Linked DNA regions of Mus musculus: all the other regions are linked to region 2. The links are chromatin contacts, called in public HiChIP or PLAC-seq and promoter capture Hi-C maps. All regions are on one chromosome and are shown on one strand. The core of a region is the stretch at or near the end of the contact, and the rest is flanking DNA. Distances in the headings are between cores, read along the strand shown.

The links. Promoter capture Hi-C pulls out the DNA fragments that hold promoters and counts their contacts. HiChIP or PLAC-seq counts read pairs in DNA pulled down with a chosen protein or histone mark.
Region 1: a contact with region 2 is called in a promoter capture Hi-C map of hippocampal neurons, with 2.1 times the contacts expected there. The contact joins the enhancer-like site here to the promoter of Rora in region 2. A contact is called at or near these places in 3 of 39 promoter capture datasets (the 3T3-L1 cell line, hippocampal neurons and pre-B cells), 2 of 484 Hi-C or Micro-C datasets (cerebral cortex and nephron progenitors) and 1 of 115 datasets of contacts at active chromatin or transcription factors (forebrain).
Region 3: a contact with region 2 is called in an H3K4me3 HiChIP or PLAC-seq map of forebrain, with 5 times the contacts expected there. The contact joins the enhancer-like site here to the promoter of Rora in region 2. A contact is called at or near these places in 2 of 39 promoter capture datasets (the 3T3-L1 cell line and hippocampal neurons), 8 of 115 datasets of contacts at active chromatin or transcription factors (cardiomyocytes, craniofacial prominence, embryonic limb bud and 4 more) and 3 of 9 other capture datasets (adipose tissue, liver and pancreatic islet).

Annotation. Positions count from the first base shown.
Region 1 is chr9:69,123,024-69,127,093 of GRCm38.p6, forward strand. All of the region lies in intron 1 of Rora (RAR-related orphan receptor alpha), which reads left to right. Among named protein-coding and RNA genes, the nearest start is that of Gm46153, 180 kb to the right of the region's middle. Within about 2 kb of position 2,183, at least 116 of the 459 cell types and tissues checked have an H3K27ac peak or open chromatin away from gene starts, as enhancers often do. A contact at or near this core is called in cerebral cortex, forebrain, hippocampal neurons and 1 more, where this site is marked.
Region 2 is chr9:68,651,782-68,655,900 of GRCm38.p6, forward strand. Rora (RAR-related orphan receptor alpha) reads left to right here and starts at 2,005. Exons shown (of 11, transcript NM_013646.2): 1 at 2,005-2,191. The coding sequence starts at 2,026. Gm31325 (a long non-coding RNA gene) reads right to left here and starts at 2,010. Exons shown (of 2, transcript XR_379584.1): 1 at 1,944-2,010; 2 at 1,286-1,627.
Region 3 is chr9:68,237,184-68,241,592 of GRCm38.p6, forward strand. No RefSeq gene overlaps it. Among named protein-coding and RNA genes, the nearest start is that of Gm22382, 41 kb to the right of the region's middle. Within about 2 kb of position 2,113, at least 7 of the 459 cell types and tissues checked have an H3K27ac peak or open chromatin away from gene starts, as enhancers often do. A contact at or near this core is called in forebrain, where this site is marked.

The DNA.
Region 1 (4,070 bases), core at 933-3,432, 470 kb after region 2:
GTAATTTAATGTTTTCTTAAATATATGCCATTTAAGATAAGTCTATATTAAAAGTTTCATTACAAAATTAATTGAATACAATGTTTACTAACATTCATGGATTATAATAATAAATTTTGAATGAGTTCCATCTAACAAGTGATGCACATGATTTGATTTACTTTAATTATGCAAGTAATGACAATTTATAAAACAGTTTTAAATGACATCCAGTAGCATGCTTAGCTTAGAAATCAAACAAATATTAAACTTTGAGCCAGTATTTAATTCTCTATCATTAACAAAACTAGACCAATCTGCTTTCAGAACTGGGCAAGGAAACCTTGTGTTTTGGGTAAAATAAAAATGTGATATTTTTTTCCTCACTTAATTTTATTTCTAATCAGCAAAATATAAGAACATCTGACCACTATTGGTAAACACTTCTGTGAAAATCCCTAGAGGCTAAATTAGATATGAGTAGCACTATATTTTCTCATATTAATATTTTTGTGACAAAGATTGCAATAGGGGACATGAGAGGTAGGGAGAGTTCTGAAACTTGGTGATGAAAATCTTCAAATAACAGGCTGGAAAATATCTCAGTGGATAAAAGGGAGCAGAACTCAGATCCCCAGACCCCATGTAAAGTCATCTGTAGTCACAGCACTCAGGCAGTGTGTCTCAGGCCAGCTAACCTGGCTTATGTAACAGGGAGACAGAGATCTGCCTCCAACAACACGGACTGTCAGGACTGACTTCTCTGTGTGTTCTGTGGCACAGGCACACCCACGCCTACAAACATAAACACACACCTACGTGTGTGAGACACACACACACACACACACACACACACACTTCTTAAGTCTTAAAATACAGTTGTCCCTCTATAAAGTGACATTTTTGGGCCCACAGATTCAACCAACCACAGATTGAAAATATTTGGTCAAGTGTTGTGTGTGTCCTGAACACATACCAACCTTTGCTTCTTCTATTTGTTGCTTAAACAATATAGTCTAACATCTACTTAACATTCACACGTAGTGGGCATTAGAAGTAGTCCAGAGAGTCTTCTATGAGAGGCTTAGGCATCCTTGGGGTCCTAGAGCCTCCCCTCGCTGATCCCGCGATCCACTGCTGTCTGTAGAGTTCCTGTCATTTCAGAAATCTGCTATTTGCCTTTGCCAAGAAGCCATTGCCAAGGGGGATATCAGCCAGCTTAATCAATGAGATGGTTAACAAACAATAATACTTTTCATTGGTGTGATGATTCAACTCTAGTCATGGCTGGTAGTACTTATTGTAACATCTCTTCTTATAGTGGAGAATGAATACGGGGCCATGAACAATGGCTTTGAATTCTAGTCTTGTCATTCACAAACATGAATTGACACAGAGTTATACAATGGCTCTGGGCTTAGTTTCCCTGGCTGTAAACTAGCGGTGGTTGAAATCTCTGCTTTCACTGCAGTTATGAGATTCAATATTTTTAGGAGTGTATGGAGGGAGCAGAGGATGCCCTCAAGTGTCACACTCAGGTGCACCATGCCCTTCCTTTGAGATGGGGCCTCTCATTTCCCTAGAACTCACCAGGATAGATTCACTGGCCAAGAAGTGTGGAGGATTTCCCAGCACTTGGCTGATAGAGCAGTCAGGACCACACAGAGCTTTTTATTTGGGTACTGGGGATCTAAGCTCAGGTCTTCATATTTGCAAAGCAAGCACTTTAGCCACAGAGCAGTCTTTCCATCCCCGATTGTGAGACTTAATAGCAATAACAGATGAAGAGTGGCGGGGTCAGGGTTTATTCCCAGCCCTCCTGGCAAAGCAAGGTGACTATTTTCATATTTACCCCCAACTGGGACCTGAGCACTTGGGGCCAAGACCACCTCAGCTGATAAACCCAGCTCTGACAGATTTGTGTTCAATAATTATCTGTTGGCTGAATGGATAAACTAGACAAAAGGATGAGTGAAAACCAATTGTTTAAAGAGAAATGAAAAAGGAAATGTCATATCTACTTTCCTGGATAAGAAAGCCCAGACCCAGAGAACTAAAATGGTTAAGGGTGGTATAGAGCTAACTAACACAGGACTAATACATCTCCCTTCTCCCCCACCGAACCCCCACATCACCATCACCCTCCTTTGTAAACCTCTGGCCTTTGGCAGGCTCCTGGACTGCATTTTTCAGAGCTGCTGTCACATAGTTTAGAAAACCGGAAACAATACTTGCCTCTGCTTTTATGGCCGAGGCTTCTAGAGTAAAAAGCCAAGGCAGCCTTTAAATGTTTCATTTTTATAAGGGGCCATAAAGAAAAGCAAAAAAAAAAAAATCATAAATCCAGATCTCAAACACCTTAGACCACCCTCGGTCAGCTGGACATAGCTTCAGAAAATAGACGGAAGTTTCTCGAAGTTTCTTTCTTTGGATGCAGGAAGTGTGTTTGCTCGGTCGGTGGTGACTCACCGTGCCTCCTGCACCAGGCATGGAGACAGAACCTTGCTTATTTATTGTGCGCCTCTTTTCAGTTTACAAGGTCAGACTGGATGTTAGGGCTGTTTCCCCAGCATCGCTCTACTGACCGACTTCACTCTAATCCCCTGAAGTCACTTAAATCAAGGAGAGGCGGTGGGGGCGGGGACCCATCAGAGAGCACCAGTGACTGCCTCCCGCCCGCCCGCCCGCCCGTTGTTCTCGGAGGCAAATTAATTTGACGCTGTTATGCCTGTTATGTAAGTGTGATCGTCCCCTCTAATCACATCACAGGACTGAGAGCTGCCAGAAATAACAGGAGGGAACATTCGAGATATCAAAGGGGAGACACTAAAATAGATTGTTTATTTAGGTACCGAATGGAAACGCTATTATTGGGAGATGCAAAACAACCCTCCTCTCACACATCCTTGCTTCACATACTGTGCCTCCAAGAGATATGAAATCAGTGCTTCCGATGGAGTAGGAAGTGAGGGGAACTGGGGGTGTCAACGTAGCGGTGGCTTTGTGGGTGTCTGCCATTGCCTTCTGCACCTGCCTCTTCTGTGAAGCTTCTCTCATGGTCCAAAGTTCTTTCTTTGTATCCACCTCAGCCCCGGTCTGACTCTCCTTACACTATTCCATTGCCACCCTGCTTCCCCTTGTTCTTCCCCAAGTCCAGCCGAGATGCTACTCATCAGGAGAAGTTCAAAATATATGGCATCCCCATCTTTTAGTACATGCTAGGTATCTGTTTCTCTTCCCCAAATTCTTTTCCTGTTCCCTCTTGGGCAGGAGTTCAAGTAAGGAGATATACCTTGGAGTGATGGCTCATTGTGGTCTACAATGTGCTGTGTGTTGGGGTTGGGGGGAAGGAGACGGCAGGGATGTAGGGGGTGCACTATGTGTGTGTGTGTGTATGTGTGTGTGTGTGTGTGTGTGTGTCTTCAGGGTGTGTTTATGTGTGGGTAGTGCATGCATGCAGAGGTCAGCATAGGATATCTTAATTGTTTCTCTAAGAAATAGTCTTTCTTTGAACCTGGAGCTCACTGATTCTGCTGTGTTATCTAGCCAGTGAACCCCAGGGGTCCTCATATTTCTGTCACTCCCAGCAGTGAAGGTTGTACCCCATTGCCATGGTGCCTGGCTTTTGTGTGGGTTCTGGACATCTAAACTCAGGCCTTCATGCTTGCAGAACAAGCTCTTTACCCACTGGACCAATTCCTCCATCCCTGAAAACCACCATGGAAGTAAGCTGAACCATTTGGACCACAGGCAGGCTTCAGGGAGGCATGTTGTTGCCATGGCAAGACGGGCTCTCTTCCAAGGATCTATGATGCTCCTTTGTTTCTTCTCTGTGCTGACCACTGCCTGCCTTGAAATGCTTTTGGGCTGTATCTCCACAGAAGAATGAGGTGATTCTCTTGAGTGGAAACAAGGGCCACGCCCATGGAGAACTGATAGGTGGCATGAGTCTTTGCTTGTCACCCTTGGCTGGCTTTGTTCATGGGGTTGGATGGCTTTGCTCATAGGACTTGACCATAAAGGTATTATCCATGCAACCCAGATTGTCAGAGTACACACACACACACACACACACACACACACACACACAC
Region 2 (4,119 bases), core at 755-3,254:
AAACAGGAGAGTGATGTAACTCTGTTTCAAGTAACAACTTAAAATAAAAATAAAAAAAATAAAACAATATTCTAAGACAACCAGCAGATGTATTTTGAGACTTCTGTCCCAGAGGAAGTTGTCTATTAAGCTGTGTGCTTTGAAGTGTTTGTTTAGACTTAGAGAAGTCAAATGTGATGGTGCAAGAACATCAGCAACAGGCTAACCAATAGAAAGTCCTGAGAGTAGATGCTACTCAGAAAATGAGTCTGGGGAATCCACCCATCTGATTTGAGATAGAGGAGACCATTATAGCACTGTGTACAGGCACCAGCGGATAGTCTATGGCCAGGGATCATTGCAGAGCTCAGATTTAGGTGTTAGAAGCCTTCACATCCCATCCAGATCATCTGGAAGAATGGGCCACAGCTAGGCAGGTGAATACACAGGCCATGGCAAAGATCACTGTGTGCTTGAATCCAATCCACATAACCAATCAACAGCAACTGGCAGGGGGTGTGGGAGGAGCCTTCTTAAACTATTTAACTAGATTTATCCTTTTTTTTTTTTTTAAAAAAAGCATTTTCCAAACCAGAAAATTAGCAAAGTACAATGTCTCCCCATTCTCCCCCCACCGCACACCCCTGAAACACACTTATTTTTGCCACCTTCTGGTAGATAATAATATTTGTGTTGTTAAATTTTTCAGGTTTTCTGGAAGGAAGGTGGGGGTGTAAAAATGAACTGATTTCATTAGCATCTTCAGAAATAAAAGGAAATGGTGGCTTCATTATTGAGACAGAGAAGCCAGCTCTCACATAAGGATATTCACCACCCAGCCTATTAGTGCTGATATTTCCTACTGGAGTTTGGGGTAGAGGTAAGCACTTAATTCTCAGCTTTCCTTAAGTATCAGCTAGTAGATGGGTGTGCTCCAAAGGGAGTTAAGCTCAGAATCATGCCTTATAAAGATAAGACTCGTTAATTATCTGGATTTTTTTTATTATCCAGACGTTATTAATACCTCTCCAGGATGTCTGTCTGCTGTAGATGAGCCTGTGCATTTAATAGCAAAAATACCAGTGGGAATAGGAAACTAGCAGACACACTGGAGTTCAGATGCAGCTAGGCCCCTTTCATGGGTTCAGAAGTCCTTCACCAAACTGACCAAAGTTTTCTTCACAAAATAGTGGCCTGCCAAACAGTTTCTGGATCCTTCATGGAGGAAAAAAAAAAAAAAAAAAAAACACGGCAAAAGAGCTTGAAAGAGACCTCTTCCCATAACACTAGTTACTGGCTAGACATATGCATCCTACAATCACAAAATTTATTTTAGACTCAGTCATATCTAAGACTGGAAACCCCAGACTGTCCCATCCCAAAGTAAAAAGCGCCAAGTTTGTCGTCTGGTCCTCCCACCTTCCTCCTTCCAGAGGGTTGTCAGTCAGCTTCTAATTCCCTTTTAGTTTTCCCCAGCCTCGGACCGAGCTTGCAGAGAGCTGCAGTTACCAGCGAGTGCCCCAACGCGGATAACCGGATTTGTCTCCTCCTCCCAAGCTGGCTGCGGATAGGAGACACCGAGTTACTGCCCCCGAGGGAATCTCAAAAGTAGACAGAGCCACACGTCGCCGACCGATCCTTTCTGTAGCTGGGTTAAAGAGGAGAGGGAGGATCGGGGCGCAGGAGGCACCCCATCTTTCTCCTCCCTCCCTCTTCTCCACCTCCCAAATTTGGCAGCCTTGTGTAGCTCCCGGTCTGGGGTCTGGAGGGTGGAGAGTGTGGGTGCGGGGGCCGGCTGGAGACGCTCTCGCTAGCGCTGCCTGTGGCCAAACCCGCCTCACGTCCCCTCTCGGCCGCACACGCGTCCACCGCCACTCGCGCGCTCGCTCGCGCTCTCGCCTGGCTAGGTCCCTCCTGCTCTCGCCCGTCTCCTTTTCCTTTTTTTTTTTTTTTTTTTTTGGTACCATAGAGTCGCTCTGAAAACAGAAGATAGAGGGAGTCTCGGAGCTCGCCATCTCCGCCGATCTCTACATTGGGAAAAAAAACATGGAGTCAGCTCCGGCAGCCCCCGACCCCGCCGCCAGCGAACCGGGCAGCAGCGGCTCGGAGGCGGCCGCGGGCTCCAGGGAGACCCCGCTGACCCAGGACACGGGCCGCAAGAGCGAGGCACCGGGCGCGGGGCGCAGGCAGAGCTATGCGAGCTCCAGCCGAGGTAGGAGACGCTGCGACCAGGCTCCGGGCAGGGGGGCGGCGGGAGCGGTGCGCCGAGCCCGGAGGGGACCAGGCACCCCGGGGGAGCGCGCGCTCGGGGAGCGGGCGACACGCGGGGTCCCCGGGACCGGTGCACGCGCGCGCGAGCCTATCGTGGTGCCCTGAGCGACCGGCACCCCCGCCCCTCCCCCCGCGGCCCCCCACAAATGTTGCAAACTTTTGCAAGCCAGTGCTGGGCTTGCGGGAGAGGGCAATGGGGGACGGACCCGAGCGTTGACAGCCAGACGACTCCAACCCCACCTCCCCCTTGATTGCATGTTTTATTTTCTGCAAAGAAGAGCTATCCAAATTAAATACGATTCCCCCCACCAAAAAGAAACCGAGATGGGGGAGTGGGGGTAAAGAAACTTTTAAAGCGGTAGTGTCCTTTTAAGAAGGGGGAGGGGGTCTGTTTGTGGCTACTCGCTTTCTCGGTTACCTTTTCTGCTTTTGACAGTTTCCCTCATACCCATCCCCACCACCCCGCGGTAGGAATCGAGAAGTGTTCGAATCCTCCCTCTCCCGGAAAAGCTTGGAGGTTCGGGAGGAGTGAGAGACCTAGAAGTCTCAGGGGGCGGAAGGGGGGCGACGCGGGCAGCTTCTCTTCTGCAGCTCTTGGGGGTAGGCTTGGAGGACAAGGCAGAGAGATCCGGGTCCCAGCGCGCGGGATGTTGTGGAGTTGATTTTCCCCGCCGGGCAAAAGGAAGAAGCGCAACTTTGTAGCCGTGGGTTCGGAGCCCGCAGTCCTAGAGGAGGCTGGCAGGGGGCGTGTGCAGCGCGCGGAGGGAGGGCAATGGTGGAGTGGGGCGCTCCACGCGCGATTGGAGGGAGCGGCTGCGAGGCAAACAAGCCGAGAGAGAAAGCCGAGAAAAGCACCCAAACTTATTTCTGCTCTGGGAATCCTCCGCTCGCCGCGATGCCCAGCGTTTCTGCCGGAACCTGGGGTTGATCGGAGTTGAGTGCTGGTTGGCCAGGGCTAAGGAGGCAGCCCTTCCTGGGCCTTTGGTTCATTTTGTGTTGGTGTCTGGAGTGTGTGAAAGAGAGGACCTGGGGAGACAAGGGTGCTTGCTCCTCTCCGGTCGTTTTCCAAAAGTGGTCTAACCGGGGGAGCGCGGGTGGGGGGAGCTGACTTCTTTCTTAAAGGTGTCAGAAGCTGCTGTGGGATCCCCACCCCCTCCTTCGGGGGTGGGGGATTATTTATTTGAATGCTCCTGGAGTTTGCAAAGAGCAGGAGGAAGCTGCAGCTTTAATTACTGTTGTAAATAATGTATAAATCACGCCTGTCACTCCGGAGGAAGCAGGCTCCTGCGAGCCACCCAGGGGCTTGGGACAGAGTGGATCTCTCCAGCCAGGTTTGGCGGCTATGGGGTCTGTGGGGAGACGAAGGGGGGACCGAGAGCCCCTCCCTTCCTCTTGGATGTGTTAGTTGGAGGTAGGAACATGGCTGATCATGTGCTGGCTGTTTTACAGTATTCTCCCCTCCCGCCCCACCTTAGCCACACCCCCTGTCCGGGAGCTTTCCCATTCACGGAATTCAAGTACAGTAAAAGCCATCCGGATGACATATGCTGCTGCTGGTGGTGGTGGTGGGGTACCATTTAATTAAAGGCGATTTCCGAAGAGTGTGTCGAGGCTCTGTTTGAATCAGGGGAATGGGGGCGACAAGGACCGGGACGAAAGGAAAGGGGTGTGTGTGAAGGCTTCGGGTGGGGGGCGGCCGCAACGGACCACCAGTTCTGCGAGTTTGTGCAGAGCTTTTGGCTGCAAGGAGTCTATTTAGAGCCCGAGATTTGGAATGCGAGCGGGTTATGTAACAGGGTTAATCAGAAACGCTGGAGAAAATCCCCTTCATGTGTTTGGAGGCTTTTTTTTTTTTTTTTAAAAGAAGGG
Region 3 (4,409 bases), core at 863-3,362, 410 kb before region 2:
CTTTCTTTCCTTCCTTTCCTTCCTTTCCTTCCTTTCCTTTCTTTCCTTCCTTTCCTTCCTTTCCTTCCTTTCCTTCCTTTCCTTCCTTTCCTTTCCTTTCCTTTCCTTTCCTTTCCTTTCCTTTCCTTTCCTTTCCTTTCCTTTCCTTTCCTTTCCTTTCCTTTCCTTTCCTTTCCTTTCCTTTCCTTCCTTCCTTCCTTCCTTCCTTCCTTCCCTCCTTCTTTCCTTCCTTTCTTCCTTCCTTCTGTCCTTGCTTCTTTTCCTCCTCCTCATCTCTCTATCATATCTAACATATCTAATCTATCTATCTATCTATCTATCTATCTATCTATCTATCTATCTATAACATATCAATCAATCATAGCAACAGGAAAGAAGCTAGTACCTCTATTATCCAATGAGTTGTTTGACTAACACCCCAGTAGAATTCTCAAAATCTGGCAGTGAACAAGGCCTAATGTTCAGTACTGACTGAGACAACTTTTTAGTGTCTGTCTTCTTCTCTTCCCTTCATATAAATTGAGAGACTTGAAAGAATTAAAAGGGATCTTTCCTGGGAAAAGGGTGGGGAATTTTAAACTCATATCTGAAGAACATGAACTAATGCTTATTAGAAATCATTAAATGTCAGCTCCAAACTCCGTCTCTGTAACTCCTTCCATGGGTGTTTTGTTCCCAAATCTAAGGAGGGGCATAGTGTCCACACTTCAGTCTTCATTCTCCTTGAGTTTCATGTGTTTAGCAAATTATATCTTATATCTTGGGTATCCTAGGTTTGGGGCTAATATCCACTTATCAGTGAATACATATTGTGTGAGTTTCTTTGTGAATGTGTTACCTCACTCAGGATGATGCCCTCCAGGTCCATCCATTTGGCTAGGAATTTCATAAATTCATTCTTTTTAATAGCTGAGTAGTACTCCATTGTGTAGATGTACCACATTTTCTGTATCCATTCCTCTGTTGAGGGGCATCTAGGTTCTTTCCAGCTTCTGGCTATTATAAATAAGGCTGCTATGAACATAGTGGAGCATGTGTCCTTCTTACCTGTTGGGGCATCTTCTGGATATATGCCCAGGAGAGGTATTGCTGGATCCTCCGGTAGTACTATGTCCAGTTTTCTGAGGAACCGCCAGACTGATTTCCAGAGTGGTTGTACAAGCCTGCACTCCCACCAACAATGGAGGAGTGTTCCTCTTTCTCCACATCCTCGCCAGCATCTGCTGTCACCTGAATTTTTGATCTTAGCCATTCTGACTGGTGTGAGGTGGAATCTCAGGGTTGTTTTGATTTGCATTTCCCTGATGATTAAGGATGTTGAACATTTTTTCAAGTGCTTCTCTGCCATTCGGTATTCCTCAGGTGAGAATTCTTTGTTCAGTTCTGAGCCCCATTTTTTAATGGGGTTATTTGATTTTCTGGAGCTGAGATGAAAGGATGGACCATGTAGAGACTGCCATAGCCAGGGATCCACCCCATAATCAGTATCCAAACGCTGACACCATTGCATACACTAGCAAGATTTTATTGAAAGGACGCAGATGTAGCTGTCTCTTGTGAGACTATGCCGGGGCCCAGCAAACACAAAAGTGGATGCTCACAGTCAGCTAATGGATGGATCATAGGGCTCCCAATGGAGGAGCTAGAGAAAGTAGCCAAGGAGCTAAAGGGATCTGCAACCCTATAGGTGGAACAACATTATGAGCTAACCAGTACCCCGGAGCTCTTGACTCTAGCTGCATATATATCAAAAGATGGCCTAGTCGGCCATCACTGGAAAGAGAGGCCCATTGGACTTGCAAACTTTATATGCCCCAGTACAGGGGAATACCAGGGCCAAAAAGGGGGAGTGGGTGGGCAGGGGAGTGGGGGTGGGTGGATATGGGGGACTTTTGGTATAGCATTGGAAATGTAAATGAGTTAAATACCTAATAAAAAATGGAAAAAAAAAAAAAGAAATCATTAAATGGAACCTCTGGTTCTCAGCCTTGTTTTTGAATTGGTGACTAATTCCTTAGGCTGAAAGTGTGTCACACTGTTTTACCACTATACTCAACAGAAAGGGATCCCTTGGAGTGAGTCATGGGAACACCCACTATTAGTTCACTAATTCTTATGTGAGTGGTGGTACTCCTGCTTCACACCTGCAGCTAATTACATACCTCTAGCCCTTCTTCTATGTGAGACAAGATGTCTTAGCCAACCAAAGCCAGTGAGACAATGCCAATAACTCAGATATGGCAGAATGATTGCCTATTTGGTCTAAGTAACTATTTGTGATTAATATTATAATTTTAGCAAGTATTACTTCACTGACAAGGTACATATTCCAACATAGTTTTTTGTAGTTGTATTTATTTGTATTTTTTAACTTTCCAGTGTGTGGCTTGATGTTTTTAGAGAATACCCCCATTGTCCATATTCTCTGGAGTCCACGCCAGGGGACATTCTGCTTTGCTAGTAGAGAAGCAGCCATTGAGGATTTCTTGGCAATTCTGAATCAAAATGCCCTTGCCAGAACTTAATTTGGGGAATTGCATTTCTCCCCACTAATTAACTCCATTGTTTCAATTAGGAAAGTCCTATTCCTTCCAGCCCAGAACACAGCCACCGTACAGGAAGATGGCTTTGAAGTGCTTTCACAGTGAAGCCAAGCATTTCTTGTACCAAACTCACCCAGGCTCCTTAGCAGCCGTATTTTCAAAATGGCTGACCTTGTTTTAAGGATCACCGTGTCGGACCCAAGGGACAATATAAAGTTGAAAGTTAAATCAGGAGAAGTCTGAGGAAGGTCAACTTATGTCATGTAAGAAGGCTCTCAGAAGTAAAGTACATGTTCAAGTTCTAGTTATTATGTTCAGATAGTCCACGAATCAAAAATAAAACAAGTCTCTCCTCTCTGTGTATAGGCAGAGGAGGTCTAACTGCATCTACTGGGTTGAATATCCTCGAAGCTGATATCCTTAGAATCATAATAACTGGCTGGGAATATAGCTCAGTAGTAGAGCTTAGCTTAGAAACCACAAGGTCTAGGGTTCACTCCCCAACACACACACACACACACACACACACACACACACACACACACACAAACTAGCTGAATTACCACAAATCCTGCCAGCCACCTGACCCTCATGATCAATGGCTGAAGAGATAATTTCACCTAAAGTATAGAGCATAGTCAGCAATCTGTGATCTTTGGCAAGGAAATTAAAATCACTTCCTCTCTATTAATGCAAATTATTATAATTAACATCAGTGATGTATTTAATTGCTATTTGTGAAAACCACTTTCTATCTGCATTAAGCTTTGGAAAATAGCTATAAATATTTTGGTGGCTTGTGACAGTAAATTAATTGCAGTACTGACTTAAGAATAATTTAGAACCTTGTTGATCTGTTGGCTCATTTTCCCAAGTGACTTTGCCATTTTGAGCTAGAAAAAAGAATCGCCATAGACACCTTACCCTTTGATGAGTGTTCCTCATCTGTTGTCCCGATATCGAAGATTTCAGTGCCAGGGAGAAGGGAGGATGTTGAAAGATACTCTTCCTCACCCCCATCCCGCTCACTCGCCCTTTCATATGCAGCTCTGGTAGATGTTTTTATCCTGTCTTTTTCTATTCTCAGAAAAATTCGTATCTCAGTTTACTCAGAGAATATTAGCCAAGCAGCAGGCAAAGTCAGGCAGGTGTTACAGTCAACTCCTACGCTCTACAGGAACATAGGCGTTGTCATACTGGCATCAAGAAGATAGGAACAGAGACTAAAGAAGCTTCCTGTGAGCCTCCCTCTGTGTAGCCCAGCTGTCAACCTGTAGGACAACAAGCCTAGAACATGGTTTATCTTTACTGAAGGAGGTCCCTATGTGACTCTTGTACGTGTGAAGAAAGCTTGTCTTTTTCTTTATTAGTTTGGAATCAGTGTCCTGTCTGTCCTGACATCTCCTGTTCAGCTAGAATGTGGGAGGGTACATGTGAAGAACCTCAAATGCTGTGTTAGGCCATCATATGTATACCATGTCAGAGATCGTGTCTTGTACTGATGCCTGAATTGCTAGTCTTTAGTGTCCTTAGTTAGAAAATGGGGCAGTTTCTTCTGTCTCAAAATCGTATTCCTAATGATGTCCAGCAGTTTTCTCTTAAAATTAATTGTAGCCTGGTCAGTTCATTTTGGAAACAATTGGTTTTAAATCTTTCATTTAGGCTATATTCTTAATAACAGTCCCATCTATAGACTGAGTCCTATTTAAGACACATTTCCGTGGGGCTGGTGAGATGGCTCAGTGGTAAAGAACACGTGCTACTCAAGCAGAAGACCTGGGTTCAGTTCCTAGCATACACATGGAAGTCCACAACCCACTGTAAATCCAGCCCCAGGGAAGCTGATGTCCACTTTTGGTCTCTGCA